Regions from separate parts of the Triticum aestivum genome. Here region 1 is linked to region 2. The links are chromatin contacts, called in public Hi-C maps. All regions are on one chromosome and are shown on one strand. The core of a region is the stretch at or near the end of the contact, and the rest is flanking DNA. Distances in the headings are between cores, read along the strand shown.

Region 1 (6,845 bases), core at 3,072-5,571, 300 kb before region 2:
CACGAGAAAATGAGTCGACATCCACTCTGCGACTCGTAGACTAGTCGAGCGACTAGTCTAGACTAGTCGTTCGACTCGTAATCACTGTCTTGGTTGGAGACATACGGAATTCGTTTCTTGGTAGTGTTCACAGCTCGCTAAGCATCCGATTAAGTTTTGCTCTCGTGGCTTAATCATCAACTGGGTGTGTCATCATCACGCAGAGAAGGGTCGTGGCACTGGTCGGTACAGTGCATGTGGCGCCGCCAGTCCTTCAGGGTGGGATGACAATTGAGAACGTTTTTTATAGCAAATTATATTGTCGTGAGGATGCCAATTTTTTTTTTTTACGAAAAACAGTACTGTAGCGGACCATGCTCGGCCAATGCAAATTACCATCAAAATTGTTCGCAAATGCCTCGCTTAGTAAAATTGCCATGCTTGCCCAACACAACTTACCATCAAAACAAAATCATTCGCAAATGCCATCCCTACTAGCGAAGTCATATCATTGGCACCGCTTCTTTGGTGTGCTGTGATGAACTGATGAGCGAGATTTTAACGGTTGTTTTCTTGTGGCTCGTAACAGCCTAATCCGTTGCTGACCGTATTCAGCTTTCCTCGCCCAAAAAATATAAAATAGAATTTGAAAGCTGCATTTATCTAAACTCCTAGACAGATCCATCCGTTCATTACAATACAACATGAGAAAACCAAAGTCATAAGATACCAGTACAACATGTGAGAAAACCAAAGTCATATAAGATACCAGTACAACATGTGAGAAAACCAAAGTCAAAAGAATTACAACATGTGAAAACCAAACGGTCCAAAGAATTGTGTGTTACATAATGGAACAGAGCATTACAACACCAACAGGAATGTCACAAAAGAATGTTACATAATGCATATTACAGGGTGCGAACATCAGGATGGCACTGGTTCCTGCAACCCATCTCGCAGTTACTGCCACATATCGTCAGCCCTGGCTTCCGCTCCAGGATCTCTGCAACGGTCAGACTGCCCCCTCGACGCTCCAGCACGTTCTTCCCAACGCCGAGCCACCGCAGGCCTCGGAACAGCGGCGGGTCAACCAGCGGATCAAACAGCCTCAGGAAGTTGCGGGACAGCCTGGTACAGTAGGAGAGATCGAGCATTCTCAGGGTGCTTTTGCCAGAGCCATGCCGGTCCAAACCTAGAGTCTCGAGGCATGGATCGGTGATGAGGACGCAGTTTCGGAGGCACAGGCTGCTTATCCGCTCGCAGTTCTTGGCGATCAATGTGACGGCTCTACCCGATATCCTTGGTACGTTCCCAATGTCAAACGCGACCAAGGTTTTGTTGATGATGCCACTCCCACACAGCAATGAGGCTATGCCGTTGTTGGTGATCCTTCTGCAACTCCTCAAGCACAAGGAAGATATTGGGCAGCTCCCGTTACCGAGTGCTGACAGACCTGCATCGGTGATGTCAGCTCCGGCAAGGTCCAATAGTGTTAACTTGGAAAGCTGTGAGATGGAGGACAGGCCAGAGTCTGCAATGCTCCTGCAACCCGACAGATCAAGAACCTCCAAGTTGGTGCAGGATGAGAGAGATATTGCTGTCTCGCTGGTTAAGAGACCACAGGATAGCAATCTCACTTCCGTGATCTTTGTTGCTGCCTCATCAAGATCGAGGCACGTCAAGTCTGACAAACATGAGGCAGTACTGACCTCGAATTTCCTCAGGTCCTTGCAAGAGTGGAGAAGGGCTGCATATCCAGCATCTCTCACTTTAGAGAACCCACCAAGCCTAATGGTTTGGAGTTGCTTGCATCCTTCAGCAAGCATCAGTAGCCCAAAGTCGTTTACCCTTCTGAAGGTGGAAGAACAACCCTGCTTACCGCGTGTAAGAGATAAATGTGTCAAGTTCTGGCATAAGCCAAGCGCTTGCAGCCCAATATTGGTCAGATCATTGTCCAGATCTGCTTCACTTCCAGGGTTGTCTTCTAGGCAGAGCTCAAGTAAGTTTGAGAGACTTCTTGTGATGAAGGTAACAAGTTCATCCGTTATTATGTCCAGAACTAAAGACAGTGATTCTAGACTGTCACTGAAGGGTGTCTTCGCAGATGGGCTTATGGGAAAGAGTTTCTTTGCCTGCCAATTGGCCACAGGCATTAGCAATAGTACCTTGATGGTACTAGGTATAACAGGCACCAAAGAATCAAAATCAACAGAGCCTGGAGCTAGGAGAGGAAATTTCAGCGAAAGATTCTGCATTGATAGATTTGAAAAGACAGATTAGGCACAGGCACACAGCAACCAAATGAACTTATTCCAACAGCTAATTACTCAAAATCCATGGCTAATATTACTTAACCTTTTATATATATGCTTTAGTATTCAAAGGTTGTTTTTCTACTTAAACTGTACTCAAAAGCTACTAATCTAAAAAATCCAAACATGCAATATCGTGTTCATATGTGACAAAGACACCTCACCTCCAAGTAATCACATCCTTTGAACATGTGTGCTATGGATTTACGGCAGATCACAAAATGTTCACTGCCATTCAAGTTTGCCATCTCCAGTGTAATTGATCTGAATATAAATACAGTATGCTCAGACTTCCCACAATTTGGGTCAAGTTGAAAACAAATCATTTTTTAGAGAACAGAAACATAACCAATTACTATGCCAGGTACAAATCAAATATCCCCAATGCCCATCCCACCTGGACAACAATAAACCTTACAATGCAATAATACTAGGCAACAGTTCGTAGCGCCTAATCCAATTTCTCAAGAAATATACTGTTCTGAAATTAGCCTCCATGGCTTAGTGCCAATGCTACTTCCACAACTAATACCATGGCCGCTTGGTTCCACTAGTCACAGTACCAGCTCATGCAGCTTAGATATATGTAGGCCGATATATCAGTTTTGGGGCTCTACCGATGTAAACATAATATATCATTTTCACATATCATCCGATGTGGACCGAAATATTGACCAATATTGCCGATATCTGACGCGATGTGCCCATTGATATAGACCGGTAGGTAAGTCAATGAACACAATTATTTATCACAAACCAGTGATTTGTTAAATGTATTTACAACTTCATCGTACTAGCAAAGTCATGCGTAATGTTTTTTTTAAGGTTAGTCATGCGTAATGTTTGTAGAAACACATATATAAGTTATTGTTTTTAATCTTAGAGTGAGGATTTTGTGAATATGTCTTAAATAGTTTCTTAATTAACAAGTTCATAAACTAGGAATCTAAATTTATTATGCTAGATCATTAACACCATACATTTTGTTTTCGCTGTAAAAATATTTTTGAGGAATATTGAAAAAAATTCCATATATATTTTCTTCGATATATCTACATATCGTCCGATATACGACATCCGATATGTTCAAGCCCAACCGATACAAACCCAATATATGATATGTTGAACCTTGATTGACAGTGCTATTTGTTAACGAGGTTCAGCCAAAACCTACATCCCATGGGATCCCCTGATACTATCTGATATCCCAACAAACTCAATACCCACGAGAGACTCTGGTCAGAGACCACTCCCTCCGTGAACCGCGCCGGAGTCCATCTTGATTCTCTCAGTTACACACAACACTGCCCCTTGTACTTATTGAGGCCCCGGCTACTACGTGTTCTGACTCAAAATATGTTTTTTTAACCATATCAGCTAATACCACCACAAGTCCAACTGTAATCTAACCCGTAGCATAAGCAAACACGCAATTGCTGAAGAGGCATACCTCAAATTGGTGCACCTCTCGCCAATCACCACAAAGAGGTATGGGGAGAACGACGAGCACTTGAGCAGCGAGAGCTCGCGGAGGCTCTCCTTCGCAATAGCAGCGACCGCGGAGTCATTGAGTAGGCTGCAATTGATGGCGAGGCTGCGGAGCCTTCCATTACCGGCAAGAATCCTATTCGCGATAGCATTCGTCGGCGTAAACGCCTGCAACAGCGACCAAACCCCAGATTAAAGGGAGACCGTCTCTGGCGGTGGGCGGGGAGCGCGAGAGAGGGGGGAGCGACGAGGCTCACCGAGAGGTCTAGGGATGCGACGGAGGATAAGGCGGCACCGGCGGCGCCTCGGAGGGCGCGGCAGGATGCGGCGGCGGAGCAGGCGGCCTCTAGACCCACCCGGCCAACGACCTCCACCAGGAGCGCTTCGGGGAGGATGTCGACCAGGCCTCCTCCTCCGCTGCCGGAGGCCTCGCCGCCGCCCTGGCCGTCGCCGGCGGCGCGGGGCTTCTTCTCCATAGCTCCTTGCTTTCAGACCTAGAGTCAGATGCGCGGAGACCGTCCCTGGATATACCACCACGGCTCGCGGGCCCTCTGTGTTGGTATGACATGTGGGCCCTCTGCCGTCGTTCTATTTGGTTTTATTCTGCTACTGTTTTTTTTTTGAAACTGGAACACGTTGCATTCCAAAATTACGGTGGACCGACCAAATCGGCGGCCACAGCACGGGTTACATCGATGGGGAACTCCGAAAGCCAAATAGACTGGCCATTTGGTATGTTCCGATTGACAGAGGCAGCCAGCACATGCGCTGGCTTGTTACACTCTCTTGGCTGAAAAACTACAGAAGCAACTATAAACTCTTGTTGCATCTGGAACTTAGCTTCTCTAAACAGGACACCAAGGGGGTTGTGGTCTAACATCAAGAATGCAGTTGCTTGTTGCAACGGAAGGCAATCGGTCTGGAAAACCACCCTCCCCATTCCAACATGTACAACAACCTCGATTGCCTTAAGCAATGCAGCAGCTTCCGCGTGCATGGCATCCTGCATATGTTGTAAACCTCCTGCCGCAACTAAAATCATCTCACCATCAGAGTCTCGGGCAATGGCACCCCAACTCGCTGACCCTGTATCCACACGAAATGACGCGTTGAAGTTGATCTTAACATAGTCAGCAGACGGGGGTTCCAGCGGGCTGACGGCGTAGGCGAGCCCTGGTTCTTCTTCCCGAGGAATTCAGTCCATTCAGCCACATTATGACGCCCCTTTGCACCGAAAGCTTCCGGCGTTAACCTCTGTTTTTTATGATTAGCTTTATTCCTCTCAGACCACCATGACCACAGGAGGCTGGCCACTCTCAGTAGCAGATCATCAGGAAGTTTAAAGATAACCTCCAACATGGCTTGGGGGGATTGCATAGCCAGGAGATCCGTTCTGATATGATCAAGACCACATTCCCTCCACACCTTCTTCACTTCCTTGCATCGTAAGAATAGATGCCCTCCGTCCTCCGCAAACCGGCCACATAGGATGCAGGATGTATCAAGCTCAACTCCTAATTGTTCAACGTTGCGGAATAGCGGGTGACTATTCTGGGCCAGGCGCCACAGAAAATGATGCACACGTGCTGGGCATCGAAGTCGCCATAGTTTGTTCCAAAATCTTGCCGTATACTGACTTCCAGCAATATTCTCGCCTCTTTGCCTGGTACTCCGCTTCAGCTTCAGGTCCGTATACACCCGGTATGCAGAACGAACGGAAAATATACCTCTCTTATCAAAGTGCCAAGCCACAAAATCCTCATATTGGTCGCAGATGGGAATAGCCAGGACTGTACGTGCATCGGCCGGCGTGAAGGTTTGTGAGACTAGCTGTTGATCCCATCGGTTTGTCAATGGGTCAATGAGTTCAGACACTCTCGTTAGCAAGTGACCGCTCTGCAAAGTACTGGGCCTCCTCGTATCATTAGACGGTAACCACGGGTCGGACCATATGTGAATGTTCTCCCCCGATCCAACCCTCCAAATCATCCCGGCCTTGACAACCTCCAGACCCTGTAAGATACTACGCCACACATAACTCATCCCAGGTTTAGTCGAAGCATCCAGAATATCGCAATCAGGGAAGTACTTTGCCTTCAAAATTTGTGCACAGAGGGACTCCGGAGCCTAGATGAGTCGCCACACTTGACGAGCAAGCATGGCAATATTGAACGTATGCAAGTCCCTGAAGCCGAGCCCACCTTGGTCCTTCGGTAAGCACATCCTCTCCCAACTAATCCAATGATGCTTATGTTCCTCCTCCTGGTTAGACCACCAAAATTTGCACACCATGGCACTAATACTCTCGCAAAGCTCTTTAGTAAGATCAAAACAAGCCATCGCGTAAGTGGGGACAGCTTGAATGACGGTTTTTATTAGGATCTCTTTTGCAGCTTTCGAAAGCAACTTGATCTTCCATCCCTTTAGGATTTCCCATATTTTGTCGCGCAAGTACTCAAAGCACTTCTGGCGGGAACGACCCACATAGCTCGGCAGACCCAAGTATTTGCCATGCAAGCTTTCAGACCGAAGCCCTAAAGCATTTAGCAGAACATGTTTTTTTGGCCGAGGAAGTATTCTTACTGAAAAGGACAACTGATTTGTCTCGATTAATGACTTGGCCTGAACCCCGCTCATACACATGCAGGATGTGATTCACAGCCGCAATGCTTTCCGGGGTTGCCTCCAATAGTAACATCGAATCATCAGCAAAAAACAGGTGGCTAATGGGGGTGCCTGAGGCGCCAGCTGAATCCCCTTAATCTGCCCAGCCTGCTCTGCATGGTGCAACAAAGCTGACAGCCCCTCAATACAGATCAAGAATAAGTAGGGGGAGATGGGCTCGCCCTGACGGAGGCCCCGCTCCGGGATGACTAGGTCAGTGCAGGTTCCATTTATTTTGAAACTGAAACGGACCGATCTGATACATGTACTTATTAGCTGCACGAACTGTTCAGCGAATCCCAATTTCATCATCACCTTCTCCAGAAAGTTCCATTCAACGCGGTCATATGCTTTGCTCATATCCAGTTTCAACGCAGCATAAGCCGTGCTTCACGTCCG
Region 2 (7,726 bases), core at 3,269-5,768:
GAGCATTGTTGTACTCACACCATTAGAGTTGCTTTAACTCAATTGATTAGAGTAAAGCTCCCGCTAGATGTGATATCCCCCCTAAGAGGGATCAACTAACCTTGGGTTTTGTCGATGATGACTTCGTGTAGGTGTTGAAGATGTGGATTCTCAATGTTGATGTAGATCATTCGGAGCAATCCTTTGGAATGAGTTGCAATTTCAATACCTACATGGGTTAGTCCTACAAGGAACAAATAAGGATATCCATAGACATAGAGTGATGTGTACACAAGATGATGTCCATGGAAGCATTAGGTTACCTTGTCCCTTGTCTTACCAACAAGAGGGTTTGTGACTCCTTGAACTAGTGCAAGATATGAAAGTTGTTTGCACTTGTCCTTGCCAAAATGATATGAGTGAAGTATGTTGGCGGAGTCACCCTCAAGAACTCTCTAGTTCTTTTTCTTCGGGATCCACACCATCTTGATGGGAATCCTTGGAGTTGTAGTCATACTTGATGAAGTAGAACTTGATGTAGTCTTGGTAACCCACTTGACTAAGGCTTTGGGAGCTTCCTCGAATGCATCAATCTCCTCTTGAAGCTTGTCCTTGCCTTTTTGCTTGTGGTCTTGTGGTGGAAGATCATCTTGAGATTGTATTCCTTTGAAAGAAGTAGGATCATACTTCTCTTGTTAAGGAACAAACTTCGTCTTGGGGTATTGATCTTCTTCCCACTCAACTCCATTGGCATTGAACTTTCGTTCAAAACCAACACCTTGATTCTTCCAGTGTCTTCCTTGCTTGCGTACAATTTCCTCAAATTGCTTACTTCCGGCAAGGCTCTTGTAAACACCTTTCTCTATAATTCCATTCAATACGCTATTTTCTTGGTCAAGTGTAACTTGGCTAAGAGAATCATTAGTGGAATCAAGAGAGCTACTAGAAGCAACAACATTGGATTTAGCATGATTGTTGTTACTACTAGATGTAGAATCTTTCTTGTTCTTGTTACTAGATTTAACTTGTGGCATGTAAGTAGACAAGAGTAAACACTTGGCAATGTAAGAAGAACTTTTCTTGCGAAGATCATCATTGATTGCCTTTAAAAACTCATGTTCTTGCTCAAGGTTGAGCTTTTCAAAGCGTAGCTTATCATGAGTCTTTAAAAGTTCTCGATGATCTTCCAAGATAGTTTCATGAGCTAACTTAAGAGTGTTTAGTTCTTTAGTTAGGCGCTCAATCTCCTTCTTATCATTGTCATTCGTTTTATCTTGATTATCATGATTAATAGCAAGCTCATCATAGTTTTCATAACTAGAGTTGTCAACAAGTAAATCATCATCTCCTAGCAAATCATCTTCATCACTATTGAAATCAACATACTCGGGGTGTGTTACCTTTGGACCTTTAGCCATGAATCATCTCCCAATTCCTTCATTTGGTGAGTCAAATATGTCGAAGGAGTTGGTTGTCACAAGTGCTAGTCCGGCAACACCTTCATCTTGAGTATATTCGCAGTCGTAGTGATAACTTCTTTCGGAGTGATTGTCGGAGTCGAAACCGGATACCCATTCACCAACATGAACTTGATGTCTTCTTTTTGTGTAGCTTCTTGATGACTTGTCCTTCCTTTCCGAGTCCTTACTTCTCCGAGATGGTCTTCGTTCATAACGATCATCTGTACTCCTTTCTCTTGATGGTGATTCTTCTCTTCTACTTCTTCTTTTGTAGGGAGAATCTTCTCTTCTTTTGTAGGGAGCCGTACACTCATTGGAATAGTGTCTGGGTCTTCCACAATTGTAGCAATTGCGCTCACGACTAGAAGATCTTTTGTCATTGTAGGACCTTGACTTGGAACTTCTTTACTTGCTTCTACTCTTGTAGAACTTGTTGAAGTTCTTCACCATTAGACTCAATTCTTCATCGAAGGTTTGCTTCTCACTTGATGATGTGGGAGCATTACATGAGGCTTTGTAAGCACCACTTGACATGTTGTGAAGCTCTTCCTTATCCTTGAGTGACATCTCATGAGCAACAATTCTTCCAATAACTTCCGTTGGCTTGAGATCTTTATAATTGGGCATCATTTGGATCAATGTGCACATGGTATCATATTTCCCATCCAAGGCTCTTAGGATCTTCTTGATGATGAATCTATCGGTCATCTCTTCACTTCCTAAGCCGGCAATCTCATTTGTGATGGAGAGCAAGCCTAGAGTACATTTCAGCGACACCTTCACCATCCTTCATTTTGAACTTGTCAAGCTGACTTTGAAGCACGTTCAATTTGGATTCCTTGACAGATTCGGTACCTTCGTGCATATCAATCAAAGTATCCCAAATTTCCTTTGCATTCTCAAGACGGTTGATTTTGTTGAATTCTTCGGGGCATAATCCGTTGAAGAGAATATCACAAGCTTGAGCATTGTATTGTAGCATTTTCAACTCTTCCACGGTAGCTTCACGTTTTGGTTCTTTCCCATCGAAGAATTCACCTTGCAAGACAATACACACAATAGCCCAAATGACGGGGTTATTGCCAAGAATATGCATTATCATCTTATGCTTCCAACTAGCAAAATTTATACCATCAAAGTAAGGACCTCTACGGTGGTAATTTCCCTCGCTAGACGCCATACTCTCCTAGGTTGTGAAACCAAGGCTATGACCACCAAAAGCTATGGAAATCAAAGCAAATGGAGACCAAAGCTCTGATACCACTTGTAAGATCGAAAGTATGTCTAGAGGGGGGGATTAGACTACTTGACCAAATAAAAATCTAGTCTTTTCCCAATTTTAGTTCTTGGCAGATTTTAGCAACTTAGCACAAGTCAAGCAATCAACCTACACATGCAATTATAAGAGTATAGCAGCGGAAAGTAAAACAATTGCATATGAAGGTAAAGGGAGGAGTTTGGAGTGTGCAAACGCAAATTGGAGACACGAAGATTTTTGGCGTGGTTCCGATAGGTGGTGCTATCGTATATCCACGTTGATGGAGACTTCAACCGACGAATGGTAACGGTTGCGCGAGTCCACGAAGGGCTCCACCCACGAAAGGTCCACGAAGAAGCAACCTTGTTTATCCCACCATGGCTGTCGCCCATGAAGGACTTGCCTCACTAGGGTAGATCTTCATGAAGTAGGCGATCTCCTTGCCCGTACAAACTCCTTGATTCAACTCCACAATCTTGACGGAGACTCCCAAGTGACACCTAACCAATCTAGGAGACACCACTCTCCAAGAGGTAACAAAATGGTGTGTTGATGATGAACTCCTTGCTCTTGTGCTTCAAATGATAGTCTCCCCAACACTCAACTCTCTCTCTCACAGGATTTGGATTTGGTGGAAAGATGATTTGAGTGGAAAACGACTCGGGGAAGGCTAGAGATCAAGATTGGCGATCCTTGTTCGGTGACGGTGAATGTTGGTCGGGGTGAAAATCTGCTCTATCTTCGGTCGGATTGGCGATGACGTAGATCGCTCCCTTCTTGAAGGCGTCGTCGCGATTCTCATTGCCCGTCTTGTTGCTCCAGGGAAAACTCTGATCCTCGGATCGGGCGGTGGCGGTGCTTCGGTGTCGTATCCTTCATGAAGGCGCCGCCTTGAAGCCCAAGGTTCGTCATATGCGGCTTCACTTCTTCGCGATGGCGTGTTCACGGTTGAAGCTTTCCGGTGACCCTTATTAGGGATTGTGCTGTTGTGCTCAACATTTATGTATTATGTCTTGGATGTGTGTATTGTGGATGAGTGCGGTTGTACCAGACATTGATGATCATGACTTTATATATAAAACGGGACGAAAACCTTTTTCGACAATAATATCAACAATTGACCATGTCAATATACCCGTTAACCCTACCGGCGATGCGTCTGTGGATAAGCACGAGGGTCGGATCATACAAAACTTGTAAACGAGGGTCACATCAGTAGCGAATCTAGAATGAATTTGAAGGGCAGGCTTAACTTCAGTACACAGGCTGAAACTGGGTTATGATGGGCTGAAACTGGGCTGAGATGGACTGGGATAGGCTGGATTTTAATTTCGGAGGGCAGGCTTGAGCCCATCCAAGCCCGCCCCTTGGATTCGCCGCTGGGTCACATGGTCCTAAAATAAGACGAGACTAGTGATTTTGGCCCGGCATTCAGCTACGACGACCGAACGAGGGCTAGTGAGAAAGCCGTGCGGTGCACAAACGTAAAAGAAGGCAATTTGTCACGGTGACATGACCTGACCGGCCGCAGGCGTCGAGAAACCCGTATAATCGCATTCGTGGCCGCAGGATAATATAGTGAGTGAGTGCTGCTTCGGCCTGCCCCTTGCACGCGCGCAGAAGCCGCGCGTCTCCCACCTACCGCGAGCATGGTCACTGGCATTGGCTGACGCCGCCCCCGAGCCGAGACCAACCTCCACCAGACGCGAACGCCGCCGGCGCGGACCGTCGGATCACAGTCACCACCACGGAAGCAGACAAGAAGGCCCAAGCGTCAGTCAACACGACCCCGCGTATATATCCCACTCCCCCCACTTATTCCGAGCAAAACCCAAACCCAGACCCAAACCCCGTCTCCGCGCGCCACATCGCTCGCCGATCGCCGCTTCCAACTCTCTCTCTCTCTCTCTCTCTCTCTCTCTCTACATTTCGTCTCGCCGCGTACGGCCTGAGCGCCACGCCACGCCAAGCCAGCCCGCCGCACTCATGTACCATCCCCCGCTGAATCTCGCCCACCCCCCTCCGATGGCGGCGACCCGCACCGCCGCGCGCTTCGCCGACGAGCCCTCCAGGGCGCCGGCGGGGCCGACGCGGCCGCGGCCCGGGAGGGTCGCGATGCGCGCCCCTGAGTCACGGCGCCGGCGTGCGACGGGCGTGCGGTGCGGCGGTGGAGCGGGGTTATTCGGTGATGGGGCTTTGGGGGCTGGGGAGGCGGAGGCGGACGAAGGGGGCAGGTTCGTCGGGTGGTTCCGGGAGGCCTGGCCGTACATCCGGGGCCACCGGGGGAGCACCTTCGTCGTCGTCATCTCCGGGGAGGTCGTCGCGGGGCCCCACCTCGACGGCATTCTGCAGGTACCCGTCGCTCCCCCCCCCCGAATGGTCCCCCGTCCGCTTTCGCGGAAATGGATGATTCGCATTTCGGTGCTGTGGGTTGACACTTGACAGCGATTCTGCACGCGTGTTCGCCGTTTTGATCGCTTAGTTTTTGGTTTTGCCTCAAACGCCATTTTGATGGGATCGTTCAACAAGAGGGGGATTTTCGCAGATTTGTTCCGAATTCAGCATGCGCATGCCGAGTTAGGAATTCTTAAGAGGTTGGACGGTGGATCGCATAATCTTGCTGGACGTATTTGAAGAGAGTGAACTTCAGGCCATCTCCACGGCCTCGATTTTCCTATGTCATTGTTCGAGCTGGACAGCACACTTGCTTTCTTATAATAATTGCGCTGCAAAGAAGAGAGCAACGTCAAGAGAGAAACCGACGGCTGGTTGCGATATGAGTGGTCAAGCTAGTTTGATCTAAGTTCAAACCAGCTCTCCTCCTAAACTGATTTGTTGGAGAAGATAATAAATAAATTAACAGCGGCACGTTTACTTCATGTTAGTTTCATTGTGCCTAGCAGTCCTTGTCATCAAAACATTTCTGTTGAATATTGTTTTTAACAATATCTTGGATGGTGCGGACCCCAGAGAGAAAATGACCCAGTGTCCCGGTGTAAAACCACACATATTTTCCATCTGATAATGGGGTGGTGTCACTGTACATGAAAATTACCAAGAAAAAATCTTGCACCCGGGTAGCTGAGCCTGGGTTTGGATAGGTTGACCTGCTCCTCCTTCTAAAACAAGATTTATAAATAATAAAGATTTTCTGAGGTGTTACCTTTCATGAACCCTGGTCCATGACATTACCATAATGGCTTAACCAGTGTTCATTGGCTGAAATGACAGTTCACTAAAGGTGTAGTTCTGTGTTAATTTAAAGAGCGTAGTTTTGTTGAAATTTCCTTTAAAATGCATTTTTATATACTTTTGACAACTTATGTGTAGTTCCATAATATTGACGTCACTTCAACATGCAGGATATATCGCTTCTACATGGTCTTGGGATCAAATTTGTTCTTGTTCCTGGAACACATGTTCAGATTGATAAGCTCTTGGCTGATAGAGGTTAGCTGAAGATTTGCGCTTTTTTACTCTTTTATATGCTAAAATGCTTTGAAAAGATACGTCTTTTTTTTGTATAATGAACGTCCACACTATTGAAGTTGCCTGTGTTTGACCCTATTTGTTTATTTGTTTTTTTTCCTATATGCCGTATTTGATACGTATTTGGCAGCATATAAGGAAAGTGGGGTGCTTATTTGGGATAAGCATCGCTGAGTGAGTTCTGGATGAAGATTACATATAGACGAACATCCTGATTTTTGTTTTGCGTATATATAGGATATCGAGGGAGATGTATCCAGTCAGTTTAATAGCATAAGTATCGGGTGCATTCCGGTCATAGTTTGTCTCATCTCATCTATGGTTTTTCTATTTTTCGGTTCAGCACACACTTTTGGAAATGGAGATTAAGTATTGAAGTCATTTCTTGGTTCTTGTAGTGTTGATGGTTGGCGAAGTACTGCAAGTAAAAGCTACATAACCAGTGCTGTACTTTGTATTGATGCCGTGGTTGATGATTTGTCTTTGGACATATCTTTTCTTTAAATAGTATTGGTGATTGTACTACATGTTAGCATGGTGGTGAAGGAGCTCACTTTATGAATTTCTCAGGAAAGAAGGCCAATTATGGTGGTCGTTACCGTATTACGGATTCTGATTCATTAGATGCTGCGATGGAGGCAGCTGGCAGAATACGCCTTACTATAGAAGCAAAGCTATCTCCTGGTCCCCCAATGTTAGATCTTCGTCGACATGGTGTTAATGGTCGCTGGCACGAAATCTCCGACAATGTTGCTAGCGGAAACTTCCTGGGTGCTAAGGTTAGCATGGCATACTATACTGGTTTTCGGTACCATATCGGTTTCATCTATTTCTAGATGCAATTTTTTTACTAAGAGTAGTGAAAGGCAGATATAGGGGACCCATCTGACGTTTGAAAGATTAACCCTGAAAGTTGGAGGCGTATTCTTAACTTATTTTTGGCAAAGTGGCCACTGCAAAGTGTAGAGGCCAGTTGGCGAAGTGGCGTTAAGCACCCCTAGTGGTACACGAGGGGCTGTTAGCTTATTTTCAAATAAGTATGACTGTCCAATGATAGATGCAGTTGAAAGGGATAATATGCCAATGCACACATCGACTGTACATCAGATCAGACATAACTTAATAACTAACCGAACCGCCAAGTCACACATCAGATGGTACATAAGATCAGACATAAAATAACTAACTGGACCCATCGGGAGGTATTAATATTATGTACTTATATGAGTGTCAAGTTTTGGAATTTGGAACTACTTAGGTAAAGCTTAAAATTAAGATTATGAACCTCTATGTGGCATCTTTTTTCTTTTGCTTGTCTTGAGATAATAATGTTTGAGTGGGTTTGTGAACTTGTTCTGAAATGGCGAACTGAAATACCTCTCTCTTCTTGTGGCAGAGACGAGGAGTTGTTGGTGGCATTGACTATGGATTCACTGGTGAAGTTAAGAAAATAGATGTTTCACGGATAAAAGAAAGACTTGATAGGGATAGCATAGTTGTCGTGAGCAATATGGGATACTCCAGTTCAGGAGAGGTGTTA

Evidence for each region. A called contact is a pair of places that touch in the nucleus more often than the background predicts.
Region 1: a Hi-C map of leaf shows a contact between it and region 2, with 8 times the contacts expected there. The contact joins the promoter of LOC123150991 here to the promoter of LOC123150984 in region 2. A contact is called at or near these places in 1 of 5 Hi-C or Micro-C datasets (leaf) and 1 of 1 datasets of contacts at active chromatin or transcription factors (leaf).

What each region holds. Positions count from the first base shown.
Region 1 is chr7A:221,399,571-221,406,415 of IWGSC CS RefSeq v2.1, reverse strand. It overlaps LOC123150991 (F-box protein At-B), which reads right to left and starts at 4,321. Exons shown (of 4, transcript XM_044570787.1): 1 at 4,040-4,321; 2 at 3,745-3,950; 3 at 2,459-2,558; 4 at 699-2,231. The coding sequence starts at 4,258. The coding sequence ends at 891.
Region 2 is chr7A:221,103,402-221,111,127 of IWGSC CS RefSeq v2.1, reverse strand. It overlaps LOC123150984 (probable amino-acid acetyltransferase NAGS2, chloroplastic), which reads left to right and starts at 4,518. Exons shown (of 10, transcript XM_044570781.1): 1 at 4,518-5,049; 2 at 6,060-6,147; 3 at 6,757-6,965; 4 at 7,583-7,726. The coding sequence starts at 4,684.